Regions from separate parts of the Sminthopsis crassicaudata genome. Here region 1 is linked to region 2. The links are chromatin contacts, called in public Hi-C maps. All regions are on one chromosome and are shown on one strand. Each heading gives the region's core, a stretch centred on a gene start, on an enhancer-like site or on the middle of the called end of the contact. The rest is flanking DNA. Distances are from core to core; before and after follow the strand shown. Region 1 holds the start of IRX5 (iroquois homeobox 5). Region 2 holds the start of IRX3 (iroquois homeobox 3).

Region 1 (5,442 bases), core at 162-2,661, 770 kb before region 2:
ACTACTGTTAAGTTCTCTCTGCACCCAGGATCAATCATGCCTCCCACCCTCCTTTCCTGTTCCGGCACCAACACGCCCAATCAGACCTAGGGTTCCTTTTTCTTTCTCTCAATTCCTTTCTAGTCTCTCTAATTACACACTCATTCCTGACTGAATGTGTGTGTGTGTGTGTGTGTGTGTGTGTGTGTGTGTGTGTGTGTGTCTTGCAATTGAGCACACACGTAACCGGAAAATATTTATGAAGCCCCTGAGAGACACAAACGCAGCTTGAAGTTTCTTGCATATACAAATGCAGAAACCACACACTCAAATACACAAAGGCAGAAGCAAACAACACACAATCATAAGTTTCATACAGACACGCAGTCACCGGTCTCATCCTCAAGACACATGTAAAAGCCTCAGACAGAAACACGTATCATACGTTGCACACCGAATCCCTGGACGCAGACATTCAGACTACAAATCTGTGTACACAAAAATGTGCAGGGTCTCAAGCACTGCCACACGTCCACGTTCACACTTGAATTTCAGCTCTCTCCCTATCCTCCACGGAGTCTCCCTGTCACCAATTCCTTGTCATAGTCACAACTTTACAGCACCTCAGACATCCCAACACGGCCAGTTGTAGAAGAGTTCCTGGGCTCACCGAGATCGAGAAATATTTAGCGAATTCATACTACCAAATACTACTCAATATACATGCTACACAAACTCGTACATACAAACTCACACTCAAGTTCCTTTGATGTGCACACGTCACACTTTTCCTTTCTGGCCTTTTGCCTACACAAACATGCTAACATCCCCACACACAGACTGTCCCCACTCAAACTCCCAAGCTCGTCTAGATGCGCCGAGACTCCTCCTCTTCCCTGCCCCGCCCCTCCCTTCTTGGTTCTCCCCTATAGATCTAAGCTGTCCCAGACTACATTCTCCGAGAGCCTCTCTGTCCGCCCCGCCTCCCAGAGTGGCTTTTACCTCTGATTGGTCGCCGCCTTCAACTGGCTCCGCCCTTAACGTCGACCTTCTCCTCCTTCCAGAGTCACTGCGCCGCGGTCGGGGGTGGGGTTGGGCGGGGCGCCGTGGGCGCTATTGTCATGGAGACGAGAAGCTGGAGACGTTGGTTGTGGGGCCGAGCTGACTGGACCCGGAGCTGTGGCGGGGCTGGGAGCGCAGAGCTGGAGCTAGGTGGAGATGGCCCGGAGCGTAAAAGATAAGCCGCCTGGCCAAGCAGAGAAGGAGAGTGCTGGGCGGCTTATGAGGAAGTGACGGCCCTGGGGCTCTGCGTGCAGCGACGGGGAGCGCCCCCCCCTGGCCGGGCCGAGCTGTCCCGAGAGCGCCTCCGTCTCCCTCCCTCCTTCCCTTCTTCCCTCCCTCCTCCCGCCCCTTAGCGCCAGCCCTCGGCTCCGCCTGCGCCGCGCCGCTCGGCTTCGCTGCAGCCCCTCCGGCTGCCCGTCCTAACGGTCTGTTAACGGCCAAGGGCCCAGGGAACCAGTCCGCTGGAGCGCGCGCTGCCCGAGAGCTCGTGAGGAGGCCGGGACTCTCGAGGCCCGCGCGCTTCCGCCACGGCGATCCAGGTGAGCCGCCTTGGGGGGCGGAGGCGGCTGAGGGGTTGGCGTGGGCCCGAGGATGTTGACCCGGACTCCGGGCCGAGTAACTTATGAGGGTCTGTGTCAAGAATGTGTCCGCAGCTGCCCCAGCCAGGCTGACTGGCTGTCAGTCTCGCGCTAAATTTTGCGGGTGCGCTGCCACGTCTTATTTGGGGTCAAGGTCTCGGCGGGGATTGCCCCAAGACTTGGAGTAGGGTCTGAGGACACCGCGGGAGAGGAGGTGGATGTTACTCCCTGACGGTCCCCTGTGCGAATCGGCTCATGCTTGCTCGTGTGCGTGTCCGTCCGAGTGGCCGAGTGCGGGCCGAGGTTTCCATCCTTGCGCACGCGTGTGGCTGTCTGTGCGTGTTCTCTCCCCAATCGCCGCAATGTTTCACGTATCCCCCTAATCCAGAGGGTGGTTAATGAAATGTAGCCAAAGAGGTTTGTGCCTCCACAAATATAAGGTCTGTCAGGGAGACGTCCTCATTCCATAATTTCACCACTTTTATTCTCTATCTTAAGAAAAAGGTTGTAGAGAATCCTGCAAGACGCTGTAACATTTCGAGTTTATGGTTCTACTGCTGTGGTTGTCACTTTCGTTTTATGTCAGATTTAAAACTCGTTTCTCTAGGATGTCTCTATTTTCTGCCTTATTTGCACGTTGATATCTCTGTTGCACGACTGGCCGCCACAGCAGTTTCCTGGAATAGAATTGTATTAAAATGTGAAAGGAAGGACTAATCTTCAGCAATTTGGCTGAATTCAGATAGGAAGATCCTGAGGACTTAACCATTTTAAAAGGAAGTCTTTAAAATAACTTCTTCATGAGCACTGTTGTTTTTTTGTTGTTGTTGTTTTGTTTGTTTTTGTTTTGTTTTGTTGACTGCTGTAGATCTGATTTCTGTTCAGCTAAAATTTAAGCTTTATATTTTGTTAAACTACATAGTTGTCAACAAGTACACGTGCTCTGGACCTTTTTTATCAGTGAAAATATTCTGTTTCTAAAAGTGGAGGCATGGTCATACTTTGTGACACCTGAATATATTTTTCATAATTGATTGTTATTTGAACTTTTTTTTATATTTCAACTTAATTGGAAGATGCATTTATGTTAAGATATTTTTAAAATGACGATGTAAGTCTTTTAAATGTATATTTTTGAAAGAATGAGATTAAAAAGATTAAAGTAGGGTTAATCCATGTAGAGTCCATGTTCTGATTTATAAGTTTTATTTCATAAAATAACTCATTTATAGCAACCATAACAAGTAATTGTTTCATTTTATATTCATTTTTCATGTGCAACAAAAGTACAAATTTTTTTCAAAGAATATATAATAGGTATGTAACTATTTCTTAGTATTTCTTTTTGGGTTTGATGCAGTACTCACACAGAATACAATTGCCATTGCAGACTTCTTTTTATTTGTCTAGTATAATAGTTTTTCAAGTATTGGATTTTAAAAACTAATAAAATTAGGTCTGCTATATTTTAAAGAACTAATCATGCTCGTGTGACACAAAACTAGCACAAGGAAAGGAAACAGATTGGTTCTGTCATATCACTTTGCTGGTTTGGAGTGTACTTAAAGGATTATGATTGATAATGCTGTCTTGCCAAAGAATGTTGACACAGGTGTTTATGGTTATCTTAATTAAGATCCTAAAAAAAATGTGGTCTATATAATGTTATAGAAAGGACTGTATATTTTTAGACATTTTTACTATGGAAAGATTTCATTATACCCAAAAAATTACTTAAATTTTTTCTTAGCTCTTTGGAGGCAAATGTTTCATATATCATATATATATATATATATATATATATATATATATATATATATATATATATATATATAACTTAAATTAATATTAAGTATGTCATTACTAATGCTATGTGTGACTTATTGATTGTATGTTATTGGTTTCTTTGTATAGTGACTTCATTGAATATTGGTGAATAGTTTAGAAAGCAATATATGGAATAGAATATTTCAGCTATATTTTATCAAGTTTGTAAAACACTTGATAATCAATACATTTTTAGAGGAAAGAAATTTGAAGTTCAGAAAACAGAAATGTAGTAAAATATATAATGTTGATGCCAAAGAAATTATTATTCTTCATTTTTAGGGAAAAAAAATCATTCTTAGGTGTTTTTTAAAATCCCAAACTCACTTTTTTCATATTATAAAGCAGTTAATCTCATCATAATTGTAGAATACCTTGGTTTGTTTTTTTTGTTGTTGTTTTTTTGTTTTTTTAACCAGAAAATGCAGAATGTATGTAGAATATACATACAAACATACATACAAAAATAATTAGTGAAGAAACATCATGAATATACTATTAGTATTTTAAACCTCTGAATTTTAAACGGTTACCTGTAATATTCTAAAACACCTTCCTAATATCTCTTGTCAAATTTTGAGTCGGAAAAACAATAATTCTGGTATTATTGATTATAAAACCGTATGGTTTAGGTTACAGACTATAATATTTGTGATGATGGAAATTTTTTTTTACCTCTTTGCAGACCATTATTTCCATAAAAGTAATCATATATGACAAGTTTTATATTGTCACTGTCCAAAAAGAGGTAATGAAAGAGAAGACAAAGATGCAATAGGGAGATGATGGAAGCCATGTGTAGATTCACAAGGCCTTTCCTCATATCATATTTAGCCAGTTAGAATTACATGACAAACTATGTATTTAGAAAAATAATTTTTTTGCTATGTTTAAATCAATGTAGTATTTTTATTGAAAATGTGTAGGCTTTTTTCTCTTTAGAGTAAGTATGACCAAACATCAAGATATTATCTACTTGAAATATAAAAAAAAATTGTGTTATAATTCTTCTAAGGAATACATTGAATATTTCAGGTTATTCTTTTATTGGAGCACCAAGCTTAATTTTCTGTCTTCTGTTTTATGAATAGTACAAAATAATTATAAATGTAACATCCTAATAAAGTGGGAAATTTGGAAAATTATAAATTGTGCAAAAATGACCAACATGCAAAAGCAATTGGAATCTTTATGATGCTTGGATGAATTATAAATATTTTGTGAAAAATTTGAAACATTTTGTCCCTGGGATCTCACATGACATATTGAATGTGGTACCTCTGTATGAATAATGTACAACAGTCATATTACAACTATTTTTCCTCAATTTTTACTTATTAATTCAATATGCCTTAAAAAGTATTCTTGCTTATCTGCACATTTATTAGCTATTAAACAGAATAAATTTTCTTAATAGAATAAAAGCTAACAAAGTAAGAATGTATAATTTTTTTCTTATTCACCAATACTACTTTAAAAACGATGATTATGTTTTAATGAATTACACTGTATTTATATGTGCAACATACTTAAACTTCAGTTTAGTTTGGTAATTATCTTTTTTTCAGAATGGAAAACTTCAAATTCACAATGCTATAAGATTATAATTTTCCTTTTTAAGCACTATTAAATTTGTCATTTAATGTAATTATCCTTTTTCCTTTTTTCTATAGCTAATGATCTTCCAAATTTTGATTATATAAATTGATTTTTCTATAATAAGAAGTGGTATGGTAATGAAAACTAGATATGAAGTTCATATCTGAGCTCTCTAAAGTTCCTTCCAGTTTTCTGTAATTTATTAAATAGTATAACTTCCATTCTTTGCTTGTGATAAGCTTGATAGTTCCATAATACAGCTAACTTTGTCTGCTTAAGCCATTTTATAATTATGAATTCCTCTGAACTTATTTTATATTTTTACCATTTTATATTCTTAAGTCTTGTTCCATCTCTTTAAAATATTTTCTTCAAGATGAAAACAAGCCATAAAAAA
Region 2 (5,928 bases), core at 1,934-4,433:
AGGGAGAAGTTGTTTCCTGGGTCTCCTATTAGCTCCCCATTCCGGTTTTGAAGAAGCCTACTCCCACAGCTGTGTGGATTGGAATTTGATCAGTCTGGGCTAGGGGCGGGGTGGGGGAGAGTGAGGAAAGTGGTGAGGAGGGAGGTGAGAAAATAGATAGTACAGCACTTCCTTAATTTTCAGAGCTCGGAGCAGGCGTCGAGTAGCGGGTTGGGATCAAATGTATTGGGAGGAGGAGTGGATGTTTCAGTATCTAGTCTTTCCACCCGCCCTGCCCCCAACCCTCTCCCACTTGCCTGTCTCTCATTTGCTGCGCGGCCAGATCAATGAAGGATCGATGCAGGAGAATCTATCAGAGTTGTGTTCTTTTTTCTCCTCCTCACAATATGGAATTGAATGTCAAGAGGCGTAATTCAAGCTCTTAGTGCACGGTTCAACCCCTTAGATCCTGAATCTCACCTGAAGTGACCAAAGGACCGCGGCTCACATTTTGTTAAAATAAGACAATTTAGCACAATTGAGGCTCCTGTTCTGAGGTGGCAGAATTAAATGGGGGAGAGGGAGGGAGAGGGTTTGGCCCAAATCACTGTATTTGGTCTTGAGAAGGAGATATTGGAGCCAGGTCTCAAAATGCTAGGACTTCTTCGTCCAGTGGTTCCTCTTCTTCCAGGCCGGGCTTCCTGTCCCACAGTAGAAAGTTGAGCCGGAAACGAAATCGGGCGTCGGGGTGCTATAGCAAGAGTGGGGTGGATCATCAATTGAGGAGACAACTCTATATTCGAGGTGGCTTTTAGGGCAGGAAATATCCGTGGACCAAAGCACAGAGCTCCAGGTCCTAAAACCTCCTCCGCCCCCGCCTAACCCTCTTCTTTCATCCTGGTTACTGCTTTTGTTCTGATGATTCCCCAGAAGTTTTCTTAACATTCAAAGACTAAAAAATATACAGGGCCCAGGACAGCTACGGGTTGAGAGTCAGAGACAGACGGTCAGAAGGACAGACAGAAAATGCCACAGTCTCTCTGTATTGGGTATCACTCTCTGCCCTCTGAGAAACTCCTTATCTTGGAGCTACCGTCTTTATCTCTAGGGGCTGGGGCCACGAGCAACTGGGAACCATGATCGGTCAGAGAGATGGACACTACGAAAGAACCGGAGCTCTGGTGGAATTAGAAATCAATAACCCAATCTGGAAAGTGGCGGCCAGTTTCCGCCTCCTCATTTACCGAAGGGGATCGCGAGTGAAGGTGTTAGAATAAAGAAAGATTAGATGCTCTCTCGGCCTACCCTGAATAAAAAAGTATCAAGTCCCAGAATTGCTAGCGGCGCTATAGAGAGGAGTTTAATGAGATTAGCGACGTACCTTCGGATTTCCCGGGCCCGATTCGGGAATTTTAATCCCGGGGTTTGGTTGTGCTTTAATCTGCGAGAATCAAGAATCAGGAAAAGGGGGCACAGAAATTTCAGATTTCATATCTGAAGAATACAATTCCAAGAATTAGAATCGAAATCTCGGCTTCTCTGAATAGGAGTAGTCCGAGATGGGTTGGTACGGGTCGCGGGGAAACAGGAGAGAAAAATGTTGAGAGGGAGCCGCGGGAGCGCTGGAATCGAAAGAGAGAGAATAGACCAAAAGGAAAATACTAACTTTAGAACTTTCACAGATGTTATTCCAAAACTCTTCGTCGGCCCACAAAAGGGTCCTGCCTTCACACCCCACACCTTTGCCCCAGTCTCTCCCGCCAGGTATTTAGAAGGGCTTCCCAGGAGACCACAGCCTGAAGGCCTTTTTTCCAACCAAGAGTCAATCTCCTTCAACTCGGGCGAGCCTAGGCCCCGTGGTCCTGGGGGGTAAAGGAGTGGGGGGGGGAGAGGGGGAGAACCAGCGTTAATTTTCTAATTAGAGATTCGCACTCGGTTACAATGGCGTTAATGAGGGTAATTTAGGGGCAGCTCTCCAGCGGGTTTGCCCCGCCCCGGCGGGGGAGGTGGAGGCGGACTAGTGCTCCCGCCCCAAATCAGCAGTTTAATTTGGCTCGGCCTCTCCTTTTGAAGTGACTAGGCGAATTGCGGCTCTTTGAAGCCCAGATTAGGACGAAATTACTACCCTCCCTCTTATCCCCTTTCGAATTCATTCCTGGCCCGAAATACTGCACTGGAGTGGGGGTGGAGGTGAAGGTGCTGAGAGGAAGCTCTGGCTGAAAACGGACCCGGAGAAATAACTCTCCATGACACCATTCTCATCTTCACAGCGCCCAAACACCCACTCTACTAAAAATCCACCAAACTTGGATATTTCCCCATTTATACAGTAACCCTCGTTCCAAACCCAGGGTAGGTGAAAATGCGAGAAGGAAGGAGAGCTCATTGCATACTTATTTATTAAACTCCCCAGCATAAACGTTTCCTTGTCTTCGTCCCCACCCCCTCCCAATCACATCTCTCCGCTCTTCAGAGAAGGGGCGGGAGGAAGACTCTTGCCCCCCGCGGTACATCCGCGCAGGGCAGGGCTCACCCTACTGTAACGCGCACCCGGGATTGGCGATCTCTGAAAGGAGACAGGAGAACAAGTCGAATAAGCGAGCGAGACGTCAGGCTAGAGATTTGGGGAAGAGAGAGGGAGGGGGAAGAGTGAGGGACACACACACACACACACACACACACACACACGCATACACACAACACCCTTAGTGACCACAAATCCCGAGCAGAGCTGGGGACTATCAGCCAAAGAGCAGTAGCAAAGTGGGAGGGGGAAGGAGAGAGAAAGAGAGAGAGAAATTAGAGGAGAAACACAGAAAGAGGAAAAAAAGAGTGCAAAGGAAGTAACGAAAAGGAGGGGGAAGAAGAGAGGGGAGAGAAAAGCCTGGGAAACGAGAAAGAGGAGATATTGAGAGAGGAGAGGAGACAAAGTAGAGAACTGAGGGGGGAAAGGAGAGCTGGAGAGGAGGGGCTTGGGCAAAGTAGAAATGTCAATCAGCGCCAGGAGCCCCGGTAATCTCCGCCAATCTGTTAGGACCTGACCTGGCTCTGAGCCGCTGCTGCCGCCGCCGTCGCCTCCGCGGAGCAGATCAATAGGGGAGCGCGGAGCGGAGCGCAGCGCAGGGCAGCGCAGTGCGGGAGTCTGTTCCCGCGCCCGGAGCCCCCAGCCCCCGATGCCTGCGGGAGCCCGCGGGCGGCGCTGAGCAGGGCGGCCCCCGGGGCCGGGCGCCCGCTCCGTCTGCCCTCCCCCCTCTTTTGCCCCCCTCTCCCCCCCCCCCCCCCGCCCCGGGCCCCGGCTGCACCATGTCCTTCCCTCAGCTCGGATACCAATACATCCGTCCGCTCTACCCGCCAGAGCGTCCTGGGGCCGGAGGAGGCAGCGGCGGCGGCGCTGGTGGCGGTGGAGGCTCTGGCGGGGCAGGCGGAGGAGCCAGTGGAGGGGCCCGAAGTGGCCCGGGCGGCGGGGCCACAGAATTGGCAGCCTCCGGGACTCTGTCCAATGTGCTCTCCTCTATGTACGGAGTCGGGGCTCCCTACGCAGCGGCCGCTGCAGCCGCCGCTGCAGCTCAAGGCTACGGTGCTTTTTTGCCCTACACTGCTGAACTGCCCATCTTCCCGCAGCTGGTAAGCGCAGCCAGGGGAGCCGACGGGACCCAGAGGTTGGGGTCGGGAATGGGGGGGGGGAAGGTGGATTTAGTAGATTACTGGGTACTATGGGTGCGGAGGCTGATCCAGAAGTGTACGGGTATACCAGGGCACATGGGAATGAGAAAGAGTATATAGACCAGGAGCGTAGAAGGTGCTCTGTCTTACCTCTGCACCCTCCGCGCGTGTCCCCTCCCTCGTGTTTGCACAGGGTGCGCAATATGAGTTAAAGGAGAGCCCAGGAGTGCAGCATCCTGCAGCCGCCGCCGCCTTCCCGCACCCCCATGCTGCTTTCTACCCCTACGGCCAGTACCAGTTTGGCGATCCGTCCCGTCCCAAAAACGCGACTCGAGAGAGCACCAGTACGCTGAAGGCCTGGCTCAATGAACACCGCAAGAACCCGTACCCCACTAAAGGCGAGAAGATCATGTTGGCCATCATTACCAAGATGACTCTCACCCAGGTCTCCACATGGTTCGCCAATGCTCGGAGACGCCTCAAGAAAGAAAACAAGATGACCTGGGCACCTCGAAGTCGCACGGACGAGGAGGGCAACGCATATGGCAGTGAAAGAGAAGATGACGAGGAAGAGGATGAAGAAGACAGCAAACGAGACTTGGAACTGGAAGAGGAAGACTTAGGTGGGGAGGAGGAGGACGCGGGGGGCGAGGGCCTGGGCGAGGAGGACGAGGACGAGGAGATAGATCTGGAGAATTTAGATGGGGCAGTCTCAGGATCCGAGTTGTCGCTGGTCACCGCAGCCCGGAGAGATGCGGACCTTAGCCTGGGGACCATTTCGGACCATAAGAATAGTGACTCGGAGGACGGCTCTGAGGGCTTCGAGGAGAGACCGCCTCCGGTCCTACCGTTAGCCCCGGTTCCACCGCCTGCGGGTCCAGTACCCCCGTCTACTCCCTCTCCTCCAACTGGCTTGGATCCATGCGTTCCGGCCCCAGCTCCGCCTTCCACATTGCAGAAACCCAAAATCTGGTCTCTGGCGGAGACTGCCACTAGTCCGGACAACCCGCGCCGCTCTCCGTCTGGCGCCGGGGGCTCTCCCCCGGGAGCAGCAGCCGCACCACCACCAGCCCTGCAGTTAGCCCCCGCTGCCGCAGCAGCCGCCGCGGCCGCGGCCCACAGACTAGTCACTGGGCCTCTGGGCAAGTTTCCCCCGTGGACCAACAGACCGTTCCCAGGCCCACCTCCCGCCCCCCGTCCGCACCCTCTCTCCCTGCTCGGTTCGAGTCCTCCGCATCTACTGGGGTTACCAGGCCCTCCAGGTCCCTCTGCTGTCGCCGCCTTCGCCCGGCCCGCGGAGCCAGAAGGCGGAACAGGTGATTATTGAGCGTCGGAAAAGAGTGGCAGAGGGTTGGTTACGGGAGGAAACTGGGGGTTTCTCTGGGGATACCGCCTTGGAATAGGAGCCTTGAACCCTTCAGCAGATCCCTGGGCTAGGCGGGGGAGGTAGGCTAGGCTCCTCGGGTCCCTAGCACACATCTCTAAAAGGCCATTTTTTCCTTCCTTCCTAGATCGCTCTAGTGCCTTGGAAGTAGAGAAAAAGTTACTAAAGACAGCTTTCCAGCCCGTGCCCAGGCGGTAAGAAACCCTGCTGGGAGAAAGGGGAGGGCAGTAGGAGTACTGTGACATAGTAATATATCCAGGGAAAAGAGAAAAGGGACCACAGGAAGCTTTTTTGGAGGAGGGCATGCTGTTTAGAGCCACTTCCATCGGGATGTACTGGGCATCAAAAAAACAAAACAAAACAAAACAAAAAAACCAAATCTAACCCCCTTTCCTCTCTTCCCTCCCTTTCCCCTTCCCCCCTTCCCTCGTCCTGGGTCTGTCCTAAACCCCACTAGATTTTTGAGAGCTGGCTTAAGCGACCTGGGGAGGCAAAACTGTGGTGGGCTTTACCCCGAACTTCTTTCTTTCCCAGTTCACGGGGCTGGTCCCGGGACTGAGCAATGCCCTCCTTTCCTTCCGGTTCCCCGATTGTAAGGGAGGGTGGAAGGCCCTTGGGCCTCGGGCTTGATCACTGGGACCAAGGTTTGGCCTCTGAACATGATATAAAGAACCTTTTTTTTTTTTTCTCTTATGGTTCCTGATCGATGTATGTATGACATATATACATATATAAATAAATTACAATTTAGAGCATTTTAAATTTGAATTTAAATTTGAATCCTCCTCTCTTGGGGGCCCAGCTACATATCCCTGGCCCACTTAATCATCCCTCCTTTTGCTGTCTCTCTTTTTCTTCCAGGCCCCAGAACCATCTGGACGCGGCCCTGGTTTTATCGGCGC

What was found. Hi-C and Micro-C count contacts between places; a contact is called where the count stands out from the background.
Region 1: a Hi-C map of hippocampus shows a contact between it and region 2, with 6 times the contacts expected there. The contact joins the promoter of IRX5 here to the promoter of IRX3 in region 2. A contact is called at or near these places in 2 of 2 Hi-C or Micro-C datasets (fibroblasts and hippocampus).

Annotation. Positions count from the first base shown.
Region 1 is chr2:490,481,536-490,486,977 of ASM4859323v1, reverse strand. IRX5 (iroquois homeobox 5) reads right to left here and starts at 1,411. Exons shown (of 5, transcript XM_074293435.1): 1 at 982-1,411. The region is part of intron 1 of LOC141557573 (a long non-coding RNA gene); the gene reads left to right.
Region 2 is chr2:489,714,863-489,720,790 of ASM4859323v1, reverse strand. IRX3 (iroquois homeobox 3) reads left to right here and starts at 3,183. Exons shown (of 4, transcript XM_074293429.1): 1 at 3,183-3,603; 2 at 3,836-4,958; 3 at 5,154-5,220. The coding sequence starts at 3,283.